2 separate regions of the Mus musculus genome follow, and region 1 is linked to region 2. Evidence: chromatin contacts called from public promoter capture Hi-C data. All regions are on one chromosome and are shown on one strand. The core of a region is the stretch at or near the end of the contact, and the rest is flanking DNA. Distances in the headings are between cores, read along the strand shown.

Region 1 (7,055 bases), core at 1,518-4,017, 550 kb before region 2:
ACGCATGGGCAAGAGGAAGAGAAATGGTCGACTAGGAGTCACAGGTCCAGATGCCAGGCAGCCCTGAGCTACCGCTCTCCGCTAGATCTGCCCTTCGCACTGGAGGATGCTCTTGTTTTCTTGCCTGCTGAAATAAGCCTCAATTCCTGGCTTGCCCTGCTTGCATCCTGCTGTGAATTCTTCCGGAGCAGAAGTTAGAGATGGAGTGCAAGAAGAGACGCATCTCCCCACCCATGACTTCAGTAATATTAGTAATTAAGTTTGGCGCAAAAGAAGTTATGATTGCCGATGGTTGGCGGATACCAAGCAAAATCAGGAATAAATAGAGAATTAAAGCCAATGAAGTGGACTTCGGGAGTTGAATTTATATCCTTCTAATACACGATGACATGGGAAAAAAAAAGGCAAACACGTCTGTGTCTCTGACATAGCTCACTGACGAGTGTATTATATATACTACAGTTCTCTGATGATATTTATAAAAGGTTTTACGGGGGGCCAGGAAATGGTTCATCGGTTAAGAGCACTGACCCACTGCTCACCAAGGTGTTGTGCAATAGTTACTTTCCTCTGAGATTGAAGCATTCCATCCTGCAGGGAAGCTCCTTAAACTGGAAAGTAAACAACTCAAAATTTCTGCAGGAAGTCCCTCAGACTGAGCAAATTCACTAGGTGTCTCTCCTTGCCATACTCAGCAATAGAAGCTGAATGCTCTTCTCAAAGGAAGCCGAGCTGCCAAGACCCTTGAGTCTCGGACCAGCTGCCTGGAGGAGGTTTAAACCAACCTAGGTACATAGAAGGACACTCTCCATCCTGTTGAGCTGCCTACAGGCTGTGCCGTGTGCTCCAGGGTCCCAGCTTCTGTGAGCTGTATGCACTGTGTGTGTCTGGTATACGTGGAAGCTAGAAGAGGGTACTAGATCCTCTGAAACTGGAGTTTCAGGTGATTATGAGCTGCCATGTGGGTGCTAGAAACCAACCCCAAATCCTCTGCAAGAGGAACAAGTACTCTCCAGCCTTAGACTTATTCTAAAAGCTGACAATGCACATTAAAGTTAGAAGGTCAGAGGCTGACTCAGTGGTGTAGCTCAAATAATCAAAGCATTTGCTTAACATGCCTAAGTCCCTGGTTTCCATTACAGTACCCAACTGAAACCAAACAAACAGAAAACAACACAACGGAAAAGGAAGAGGTGTGTGTGTGTGTGTGTGTGTGTGTGTGTGTGATTCTTATAGATATTGACAGCTCAAAACACACTTAAACTACATAGGATAAACCTCTGCAGGGCAGATTAGTCCAGAAAGGATGGGGGAGACAGCTCTTTCTCATGAAAACAAATGACAGGCTGACGTTCAGATGTCACATCCTGACATTCCGTGTGCATGACAAAATAAATCATAAACCTCATGTGGGAAAGGGCTCATGTCCTTTCTCTGTTCTAGACCTAACACATAATCCACTATAAAAGGAGCTGGAAGTGTGGCTGGTCTTCTAGATGATCCCAGTTCAATTTCTACCACCCGCAGGGAGACTCACAGCCATCTGTAACTCCAGTTTGAGAGGACCAATGGCCTCAGAGGGCACTGTATGCATGTGATGAACATACAGACACACAACACATCCATGCACATAAAATAATAATGGAATTAAACTTAGAATGCATTATAACATTACTTTTCTGCATAAAATTAGAGCAAGAGAGCGAAAACTGTCACTGGAGGGGAAATCTCTTAAGGAAAGGGTCGAGGTTGAAGGAAGGAATCATTAACTCCCAGTTCATTGTTTCTGCAGGTGGCCAGAGCTGATGTTGCTTTCCCCTGGAAGACTCCAGGGAAAGGGGGAGGGGCAGGGAACAGGGACAAGGCAAACAAAGCAATCTTCCAAGAGTCAACCCCTAGAATAGAAGAGAGGAAGGGGCCAAGCTTAGCAGAAAGGACACATGGGGCTGGAGTTGGCATGAACTGGGGTGTTATTGTTCCACTCAGTAGACACCACTATCTCCTGTTCTGTTCTGTTGCGGGCAGTCCTTGGGGCAACCTCTTCAGATCTACAGCCCAAGAGGGTGAATTTCACAGATTGGTGCTTCCAAGACAGCTCAGCCTTGCTTTCTACACTCCCACGGATAATGTCTTCTATCCTTGAGGGGCACTAAGCATGCTCACCTGAGACCCACATGCTTGCAAACTTGTAGTTTCTCTAATCTGTATATTTGTGTATTGTTTACTATGTAAAGCATAACGTGTAAAGTGAGTTAGTACTACGAATTAAAGTGCGAAAGAGGAACCAGCTTTCAAGTAAAATCAGGATTACTTGGCAAGCTGCAACCAAAAAACTGACATTGCTTGTGAATATATTGGTTATTCAATAAATTCTGACATTCTGGTAACACAAAATGAGATACAAGGTTTATCTAGAAAATGATAAGGCATGGGCGACTCTAAAGTTGATGCAGTATAAACACGTTGGGCATTTTAACTTTTTACTTATTTTTAAGATCAGACAGGACAACAGTTGGCACATTTCCTGCTTCAGAGGAAGAAGACATAAAAGTTCTTAAAAGATCCCATCCAGGTAGCTTGTCCTTGGCCCAGAGAACCAAGAATTCTTAGGAAGCAAGAGGAAGTTTGGATTCTAGTTTTCTTCCCGGACAACTGCAACTCCCAGAGGGCGCCCTCACCTCGAGCGGTGGCCGCAGGTGGGCGAAGTGGAACCGGGGGCGTGGTCTTAAGGGTGGGCCTGGGGGCGTGGTCTCGAGGGTGGGTCCTAGGGCGTGGCGCTGGCTCGGAGGTCTGGAGCGCAGAAGGCTGAGCGCGCCAGTATCCGCTTGGCGAGCCGATCCAGCACTGTTTCGTGCGCCCTGCAGGCACAGGCTCCAGGTAACCTAGGCTGGGCCAGCGGTGGGGTTGCCCGGCAGAGTTGGACAGCACCGAACCGGATCTAACGGGCGGGACGGGCTGCACCAAGGAGGCAGTGGTGCTGGAGCAGGGAGAGGGCGCTTGGTTCGGGAACCCGGCTAGGATGGAGCAGGAGTCCTCTTAGCACTCTCCTTCCGGTCCTTCGGTGGGACGCGGATACACACGTGGCATCTAGAAGTCACTTTCTGACCACTCTTTCCCGGACTGGTGCAATGAGTGAGGGCTTAGAAATCAGGGTTGGTTGCAGGCATGAAAAGTAGAGACGAACGGTGTCTTGGGCGCCAAAGACTTAAACTTCGTAAGGCCACAGGCCAGTGTAGAGACGTTTGTGACTCCCTGTTAGAGCGCCGACCGAGAAGCCGACGCTGGGGCAGAGAATGACTACTTTAGGGTGATTGCAAACAGACTGGCCAGTTTGGGGTCCAAGCAGTCGCCGCTCTTCCTCTTGCCTTGGGCTGCAGGTCTGTTACAAAAACGGGTAATTCTTCTTAGACATGTTAGTTCTTTAGTTTTTGCTTTTTCTTGGGTTATTACTTTTTCTTTTCTTTTTTTTTTCTGCCTTCCTCCCTCCCTCCTTCATTCCTTCTCTCTTTCATGTGGCTTCGAACTCAAAGAGATCTTCCTGCTTCTGTCTACCAAGGTTAAAGATGAGCGCCATCACACCTCAAGAGTGAGAAGAAGTCCATCTCATGCGCATAGCTGCTCCCAGTCTTAGTTCTTTCAGTGCAGAATAAAAAAATGCAACCCCTTTCCCCGTGCAACTGTGGAGGATCCTCCAGTGGAGGATCCGAGCTTGGCTCTGCAAAAAAAAACAAGTGTCAGCTTGGTGTGTACTCTTTATCTTTCCTTTTCGCTGCAGAAGAGAACTGCTTTGTTACAAATAATGGAGCTAGAGGCAAACTGGTAGGTAGGAGGTAGTGTTCAGAGAGAGCACTGGTGCGTTGACTTGAGAAGGAGGGTGGGTGGGGCTGTGACCTGAATTTGGTGAGTGGTGGTGGGGGAGCAATATGATTTCTTCCTCTGGCCTGCTGCCCCTATTTAGAGCTGTTCTGAAAGGCGGGTTTGTCTTCTGGAAAGGAAGAGGAGGGGTAGACAGTTTTGTTTTGTTTTGTTTTGTTTTAAAGATCAGAGTAAATTATCTGTTAGTAGACAGGGACCCCTCTGCAGAGGATTGGAAGAAGGTTTCAGTTCTGGAAAGATGGAAAGCTACAGGTATCTCTGCTTTCCTTTTTCCTTCCTTCTTCCTTCTTTCCTTCCTTCCATCTTCCTTTCTTTTTCAGGTTTTAAAGGGAGGAAATCTAGCTTTCTTAGCAATGGCTAATTAGGAAATTAGGTGGTAGGAAAAAAAGTTAGTACTGTTGGAAAGTCTTTCCTGAATGTCAGAGGCAGTTTTCTGTTAGTTGGTTGGAGACAGGTTCTCACTGTGCAGCTCAGGCTGTCATCAGAGTCTGGATCGGCTTCCTGAGTGCTGGAATTTCAGGCATATGTAGCACACCTGCTGTTTGCTACGGACTGTGTAGTATTTCAGCTGCACTGAGTAATGCAGCCTTGTGTATGGACAGATAAGGATCCCTGGGTCTATTTTTAGTATTCATATTAACAAATGAGCAATGTGCTTACAGTTCTCGGTCAGGACGTCAAATACCCAACTCTGCTGGAAAGGGTGTTTGTTCCTAGGTGACTGTTGTAAATCAGGTGTGGTATATTCTTGTGGGGACTATATTCTTAGCTTTGATGATGGAGGTTTGGTTTGATACTGTCAGGTTTCCCTTGGAGACAAATATCATGTGTGTTTATAGCACTGCTGACAGTTTTGACCAAATAGATTTTATTTTTGTGATGGGGTCTGTTCAACCTGCAACTCACTATGAAGCTCAGAGTGACTGTGAACTTCTAATCTGTCTGCACCCACTTCCCAGGAGCTAGAATTGTAGGCGAGCGCCACCAACCCCCTTATATGGTATTGGGGACCAAACCCTGAGCTTTATTCCTGGCAGGCAAGTACTGTACACAGCACACTGTAGCCCTAGCCCTTGGCCAGATGGTTTTTGTGACAGGAGACTGTTGTGTACGTTACAGGACTTTTACCAGCATTCCTGTACCCACTGGGTGCTCCAACCCCCCCACCCCCCCACGCCAGTGACAATAAACTCACATGGCTCCAGACATTGCCAAGGATTTCCCTATGGAGCAAAGTAGGCCTCTGAGAATTGAAGTTGGTCTACATAGAAAATGCTCTAAGTATCAATGGACTATTGGTTAAGTACTTCCTACCAACGAGTAGAGAAGCTATCAGTAAATTAAAATGCCTTGAAATATAAGTCTTTTTTTTTAATTACAAAGTGCAGAGAGTTATTATCCCCTGTAAATGGCTTCTGTACCCTGCCAAGTTTTACCACCACAGAAATTTCAGGTGTTTATGCCATTGTAAAACTTGATAAGAGTCTAGCATTAGAAACTCAAAGCTGGAGAAGGAACACGAAGGGACCGAGAGATGCCTTGGTGGTTAAAAGAGCAGTTGCTGCTCTCACAGAGAATCAGAATTCTGTTTCCTGAGCCCATGTTGGACGGCTCACAAGTGACGGTAAGTCCCACTTCAAAGGGTCCTATGCACGCCTCAGGCTTCTTTCGTTAGCTGCCCACACGAGCACGTAGTTATATACACACAGACACATGCACCAAAATAAATACATAAATAAATACTTTTAAAAGGAACTATTAAGCTAATTTTGATTTTTTAAAAAAAATATACTCAATGTTTCTCTCAGCTTTTTGAAGTTAGAGAAGTATCGGCTGACCGTGCATATTGAGTAGAGAAAGTTGACAGTCTGAAGTATCAACCCAAAAGAAAACTAAACAAGAATATTCAGTGCACACTTTTTATTCCTAGCTTTCAAGAGGCTGGGCTAGAAGGATGAATGGCTAAAGGTTCCCCTGGGCTACCTAGAGACCCTCCTAAAACAAGCAAACAGGATCAGCTGTGAATAAAGCCATTGTGGTGGCTCAGCAGGAAGAGACGCCTGCTGCCAGCCTGACTGTCTAACTTCAATCCCAGGATCCCATATGGTAGAAGAGAATCAACGTTTAGCCAACAGCATTCTGCTGTGCAGTTCTGTAGTCTGAGAACCCAACAGCTAATGAAGAGGACACCTTAAAATACATGTAGTAACAGATATGGGAAGGTATTGTGACCCCTTTTTAGGCCTTAGATCAATAAGCACAGAGAGGTAAAAGCCTAGCCCAGGCTATGAAAGGTGGATTCTTATCCAGGAATTGGTTGGAGTTGGCTCCTTCAGGAAGTAATTTGTAGAACTCACGACTAGGTACATAATTTGAAAGACTGTTTAAAATGTAAAAAACTTAGGCTGGTGGCAACAGAGTATTTAAGGGCCCCTCTGTGATGGACACACAGGTTGTGTATCAAGAGAAGTTGGCTCCAATAAAGCTCTCTCCATAACTAAATGGAGGATGGTGGCTCTCCCCCAAATGCAATGGCGCTACCACCAAACACTGGAATCTCTTGTTTTTGTTTTTCTCTGTGCCAGGCGGGGAGCAAACCCAGGGCTTTGCTCCACTTAGGCAGGCCCCACTCCTCTGGGCAGCCCCTCATGGAGTTCCTGAGTCATTGGTCTGTAATTTTCCATCCAGTTAGGAAATTCCTAAGAAATCCCCCCAAGATTTGCTTTTCTTTTGTTAATTCAGTAGCCTTCCTTCCTTGGGGTGCTGGGTACCCTCCTTGCTTGTTCAGGCAGGAGTTTACTGAGACAGGTATTGTTGGCTCTGGGTCTATAGCTACCATCATGACACAGTGAATGTTTCTGCATCTGTTCACTGCATCCTTGAGTCTGTTGGCTAGAGAAAGGCAGACAAGCACCCACTTAGTTGCATAGGTTATCCTAATCTTATGTGGTGGTGTTTGTTGAAAAGCACTGGGTGTTGTTTGTTGAGCAAGGGCCCCTTCCATGGTTTAGGGGAGACCTGCAAGATCTCTTTCGCTGCAAGTTGTGTTTGCTATTTAACATATCCAAAAAGTGAACAGGAAGCAACCAGATAAGTAAGGGGATAGGTTTCTAGGAGAAGAGTGTTGTGCTCAAGAGGAAAATGATTGGGATGAAGCCTTTGGGTCATTTGTAGAATCT
Region 2 (6,825 bases), core at 2,124-4,623:
CCCCCCCATTTTCAACTGTTTATCTTCAAATCTCCTATCAGATCTCTCTGATGTCCTCATCCCATGTTCCATTTATTCATCACCTTCTAATATAGAATGATTTGTCTTTAAGTATAATTGGTTGGGAAACATCAAAACATATGCACTACTATCCCTCTTAAACAATTGGCTTATCAAAGCACACATAATTAAGTCTATATTCCTTATCTGAGAAATGGCAATAATAATACTACAATGCCATGTTTTCTTCTTTTGGGCTGGTGTGTGTGTGTGTGTGTGTGTGTGTGTGTGTGTGTGTGTGTGTTGTGGGTTTTGGTTCTTGAGACAGAATCTTTGTTATGTAGCCCAGGCTAGCGTTGAATGCCAAGCTTCCAGTGCCTCAGGAGGCACACATGACCACAGCAGGCTGCTAGGGTGGTTAGCAGTAGCAGGGCTGGGGTTTGAATCCACCCCTAAGACCCACATTCAGTTGGAGTGCCATTTCCCTGGCATGACTCACCCTTGCAGACTGATTCTGAGACTCAGGAATGGTGTCTTGGTCCTGTGTCCCACAGCTGGCATGAGGCAGGAGCTTAGTGTGCCCCCATTTTAAGTGGATGAAGAGACAAAGAAAGGCTGGCAAGAAGTAACTGGAAAAGCTCTGGGGGTGTTTGGGAAAGACCATGTCACCGTTTCAAATACTGTAGGAACTGCCACATGGGAGCCCCCATTTTCTTAGAGCAAGGTGACTTGACTTAAATGTCACCAGGGAGCTGGGGGACACGGTGCACTTCTCTGGGATGAACGTCTGTAACTTTCATGAGTCCCATGAAGCTGTCTATGATCCAGCATAAAAATGTCATAAATCAACTCTCCAGAGAAGCCAGTGAGCAGGTGTTACCAAAAAAGACCAACTTCAGATCTCTGCTGGGAAGAAACTCATAATGAGATCAGTTCAAAAGGAAAACCTTTACACAAAATGCTAAAAGCTCTGGACTGTGGAGACAGTCAACTGGAGACCAGGTAAACGTGGGAAGATAAAAAGAAAGGGGTTCCCATACAGAAGCGAGGTGGGAGCCAGGTGTAGTGGTGCAAGCCTCTAATCCCAGCACTGAGGAAGCAGAGGCAGCACATTTCTGGGAGTTCAAGGCCAGGCTGGTCCTCATAGAGAGTGCACGTCTACCTGTAGGTCATGACCCCTTTGGGGATCACATGTCAGATATTTACATTATGATTTATAACAGCAGCAGAATTACAGTGATGAAGTAGCCTTGGAACAGTTTTATGGTTGAGGGCCACCACCACTGTATTAAAGGGTCACAGCATTAGGAAGGTTGAGCCCCTTCCAAACAAATACAAAAGCATGGTGGGTAGGCTACCTAAAACAAACACCACCACCACACTGTACTCCTCCAGCCTCTGAGATCCCATAATTCTAGGATGCAACCCACAATGAAGTTGACCTTCAATCTTTTCTAAAGTATCATGGCATCATTCCAATGACCCTCTAACACTTATTTTTAGGTTCCTTTAGTTTTCTTAGTAAAACCAAACAACCGTGATGTAACTTTTGCTGGGATCTAAAGGGACTGTGGTCTGGCGATTCCCGCTTCCTTTTCCCCACAGCTATAAACACAGGTCGACTGCACCAATGACGAGGATTCATTGCAATGCCTCTGTCCAGGTACACACATGCATGTGTGCTGGTTTGCTAATGACTGAATTTCATTGTGATTTCTCTTCTCAGCACTGCCTTGTACTTAATCTGTAGCCTGGTTGACCCTGTGCCATGTTTCTTACTTTATAAATTAGCAAGAGCTGGCTATGCTATATTTATATCTATTAAGGCTTTGACTTTAAAGCACAAAGTGCAGAAATAATTGTGCAATAGACCAAATCCACTCTAATACATTGTACTAGACATGGCATCCTTTTCTCCTTAAAAACACTTAGTCATTTGGAGCTGTGACGAATGTTGGACCATCTAGTGATTGCCATATGCAGGGATCCATCCCATAATCAGCTTCCAAATGCTGACACCATTGCATACACTAGCAAGATTTCGCTGAAAGGACCCAGATATAGCTCTCTCTTGTGAGACTATGCTGGGGCCTAGCAAACACAGAAGTGGATGATCACAGTCAGCTATTGGATGGGTCACACGGCCCCTAATGGAGGAGCTAGAGAAATTACCCAAGGAGCTAAAGGAAACTGCAACCCTATAGGTGGAACAACAATATGAACTAACCAGTACCCGGGAGCTCTTGTCTTTAGCTGCATATGTATCAAAAGATGGCCTAGTCGGCCATCACTGCAAAGAGAGGCCCATTGGACTTGCAAACTTTATATGCCCCAGTACAGGGGAACGCCAGGGCCAAAAAGGGGGAGTGGGTGGGTAGGGGATTGGGGGGGTGGGTATGGGGGACCTTTGGGATAGCATTGAAAATGTAAACGAGGAAAATACCTAATTAAAAAAAAAACACTTAGTCCATAATCATTCATGACATAACAAAGACTCTCAAAAAACCTTTTATGTTTATAATCTTCAAGTTTTGCTTAACAGTATCCAGGAGTTTTCACTAATAACTTTTACTCAAATCCATTCCATTCTTTTCTTCTTCAGCAGTCAGCAGAGCCTGGTAGTACAGGTCTATGAACCTGCTATTTAGAAGGCTGAGGCAGGAGAATCATAAATTTAAGGCCTACACTAGCTCATGAGATTCTGTCTTAAAATAAAAACAGAAATGGGGTACAGGTTGGGGTCAGCAGAAGTGCCTCAAAAGCGGTAAATACATTTGTTTAGCAAGTGTAAGGGTGCTTTGGGTACACTCCTAGTTACAAAGAGGTGGGAGGAGGGGGAGGAGGGGAAGGAGGGGGAGGAGGGGAAGGGAAGAGGAGGAGCCTCAGTAGCAATGAATCTTAAGTGGGGTAGACTTAAGTGAGTGTGGGAGTCATCCAGAAAAGAAAGTAAATATTTCACGTCCATTTCTTCGTGTCTTAATAAGCTATATCTTTACCTAAAGGGGCAATAAATATCTATAGTTTTTATTAAGGAACAGCCTTCAGAATTAAGAGTAAAATAAAGAATCCTTGTTTGGCACACTGAATTATCATGGAATAAATTAAAATCTTTGCTTTTTTTTTGTTTCACACAGTCAGCCCTTCCTGCCAATCTTTTCTAAAGGAGAAACCAGTGCAAGAAGTGACTTGGCTACAGGAGGTGGCTTCTTCTGGTGTCACTTTCTAGAGAACCCCTTCTCTCCAGCCCCACCAGCCCCGCCCCGCCCCGCCCCGCCCCGTCCCGCCCCACCAGCCCCGCCCCGCCCCACCAGCCCCGCCCCGCCCCGCCAGTCCCCACCCAGCACAGCAGCTGCAGATTTCCCCTCATTCTCTGGGGCCTCCAGCCCTTCCTCCTGCCTCTCCCTGGGGCCTCCAGCCCTTCCTCCTGCCTCTCCCTGGGGCCCCCAGCCCTTCCTCCTGCCTCTCCCTGGGGCCTCCAGCCCTTCCTCCTGCCTCTCCCTGCCCTGATCCTGATGTCCCCATTGTTCTCCCCATCCCCTCTCCCACCTAGTTCCCTTCCTTCCTCTGCCTCCTATGACTATTTTATTCCCCCTTCTAAGCGAGACTCAAGCATCCTCACTTGGGCCTTCCTCCTTTAGGTCCATGGGGGAGTATCATGGGTATACTGTACTTTATGGCTAATATCCACTTATCAGTGAATACACACAGTACATGCTCTTCTGAGTCTGGGTTACCTCACTCAGGATGACATTTTCTAGTTCCATTCATTTGCCTGCAAAATTCATGATGAATAGCTGCATAGTATTCCATTGTGTAAATGTGCTACATTTTCTTTATCCATTGTTCAGTTGAGGGATATCTAGGTTCTTTCCAGTTTCTGGCTATTACGAATAAAGCTGCTATGAACATAGAGGGGCAGATTGTCCTCAGGTTATGGTGGACTATGTTTTGGGTATATGCCCAGGAGTGGTATAGTTGGGTATTTAGGTAGAACTATTTCCAATTTTCTAAGAAACCTCCTGTAGCCAGGCAGGATCCCCAGTGGAGGGACAAGGATGCCAACCCACTCACAAAACTTTAAACCCAAAATTTGTCTGTTCTAAAAGCAATACAAGGACAAAGATGGAGCAGAGACTGAAGGAGTAGCCAACTTGAGACCCATCCCGTGGGCAAGCACCAATCCCTGGCACTATTAACGATACTCTGTCTGTTGTGCTTGCAGACAGGAATCTAGCACAACTATCTTCTGAAAGGCTCTACCCAGCATCTGACTGAAACAGATGCAAATACCCGCAGCCAAGCTTTGGATGAAGGTCAGGGACTCTTATGGAAGCTGGGGGAAGGATTGAAGATGGTGAAGGGAACAGGGACTCCACAGGAAAACCAACAGACTCAACTAACCTGGACCCTTGGCAGCTCTCAGAGACTGAGCCACTAGCCAAAGAGCTTATATGGGCTGGAGTGAGGCCCCAGCACATAGGGCTGCCTTGTCTGGCCACAGTGGGAGAGAATTCACCTAACCCTGCAGAGACTTGATGCGCTGGGGTGGAGGGATGGCATTTAGAGAGATGATACCCAGGGGGAAGGCCTACCCTCTCAGAGGAGAAGGGGAGGGAAGGGGGAAGAGACTCTCTGAGGGGGTGAAGCAACATTTGAGATATTAATTAATTAATTATAAAAGACTAAATGAAGTAACATGGGAAGTCAGTATAAGTCTCTTTCAATTCTTAAGTCTTTTCACCGTTATAAATACTTTATTGACCTATCATTATATATATTTGTAGGGTCAGTGTGATAATTTGATACATGTATGCAAAAGGTCCAATATGCTAATCATCACTTGATCTCCTTAAGCATGTATTACTACTGGTTGAGATGTCTCTTCGATCCTAGGTTTTTTTCTTTTGTTTTGTTTTTGTCTGTTTATTTTGTTTTGTTTTTTTACAGAACATATGGTAATAGCGCTTGAGAAGCTGGGACAGAAGAATCACAAGTTTGAGGGCTATTTAAGATAAATAACGAGACCTTGCCTCAAAAAAAAAAAAAAAAAAAAAGTTTAAGTTGTGAAAAAATAGTCACTCACATATTCTGCAAGATATGAGAAGACTAGTTCTTCCTATGAAGCTTCTTTTTTGGTACTATTGCCTAAGCGCCTTCAGAGCACCTCTGATCTCTCCCCTCCTTCACTGTTTTTGTTTACAGAGATTAAAGAAAATTTATATTTCTAAAGGTGTAAACTGGCTACTTCTTCTGGCTAATACTTGCTGCCACCTACTGGCCAAAGCACAGAACTGCAATGAATAAATGACCAAGAGCGGGAATGGTGAATTCTATAGTAGCATTTGTGTGTAGCAGAGAGAAGGTATTAAACAGAACCGTGCCTTAAAAAAAAAAAAAAAGTCTATCCCACATTAAGAGAAGGAAAATATGTATCTGATTTGCATCTGCCCAGAGGATAAATACCTTGCCTGCTCAACTATTCCTTTATTCCAAGTTCCTCCTCATAGCTACAAAATTGTAAAGTTGTAGAGATCATTTCTTAACTACAATGATAATATTTCCTAAGATGTTATCTTAAGGAATACTGGTTCTTCTTGACAAGAAATTGAAAATTGGTGAGAATTACAGAGCTTAAATGTAGTATTTTTATTAACATGAAAAAATGCAAGTGTTAGTTTTAAACTAAAGAGTTCACGTAAAAATCCAGATTGTCATTTTCTGTCAGAAAACTGGATCAATGGACCCCTGTGGGCTCTGTTTCTACATGGCAATGGCAGGACATGGCTGAGCTTCTCAGAAGAGACAGGAGCTTTTCTGCCCATCACAGTCCTTACCACTTCCTGTTACCACCATAGCAGAAGCCCAACCGTCAGTAACCAGTCATTAATGTTCTCCATTATAATACTTTCCTATGGAGACTTTTCTTTTAACCTGTGTAGAGCAGAGCTGTCTAGCTGTCCTCTCATGAATACTTCTACTTTTTGTCAGGAACTGACATCAACTGTCATCAGGAATGACACAGATCGCACTAAAGACCCCATTTCTCTCTTTTCACACATTAGTAAGCAAATACATGGGAAAATTTGTTGTCAAACTTCTGAGACTCATTAAAGATGATTGACTCAACTCTACAGAATCACTCTCACAAACCCCCAACACACACACACACACACACACACACACACCCTTCCATTCATACCAACACACACACATATCCACACACATACACACACACTCTTCCATTCTCACATATACCCTTCCATTCACACACACACATACACATACACACACACACACCCTTCCATTCTTTCCTTGCCCTCTGTCTTCCTGTTCAAAGAAAGACATGAATGATGACAGGGGTGTGGGGCACTCTCCTGGATCCTAAGATTAGGGGAGGATGAAGGTTCAGGGCTCAATTTTAGGAAGATAGATGTAAAACACAAAGACACACACACACATATACACACACATACATACACACACATACACACACATACATACACACACATACACACACATACACACACATACATACACACACATATACACACATACACACACATACACACACATACATACACACACATACACACACATACATACACACACATACACACACACATACACACACACATACACACACACATACATACACACACACACATACATACACACACATACACACATACACACACATACATATACACACACTTACATACATACACACATATACACACATACACACATACACACACATACACACATACACACACATACACACATACACACACACATACACACATACATACACACACATACACACAC

The links. Promoter capture Hi-C pulls out the DNA fragments that hold promoters and counts their contacts.
Region 1: a contact with region 2 is called in a promoter capture Hi-C map of pre-B cells, with 4 times the contacts expected there. A contact is called at or near these places in 2 of 39 promoter capture datasets (embryonic stem cells and pre-B cells), 19 of 484 Hi-C or Micro-C datasets (the AML12 cell line, the Ba/F3 cell line, the C2C12 cell line and 11 more) and 1 of 130 datasets of targeted methods (embryonic stem cells).

Annotation. Positions count from the first base shown.
Region 1 is chr19:17,352,379-17,359,433 of GRCm38.p6, reverse strand. It overlaps Gcnt1 (glucosaminyl (N-acetyl) transferase 1, core 2), which reads left to right and starts at 2,767. Exons shown (of 3, transcript NM_173442.5): 1 at 2,767-2,877.
Region 2 is chr19:16,801,334-16,808,158 of GRCm38.p6, reverse strand. No RefSeq gene overlaps it. Among named protein-coding and RNA genes, the nearest start is that of Vps13a, 24 kb to the right of the region's middle.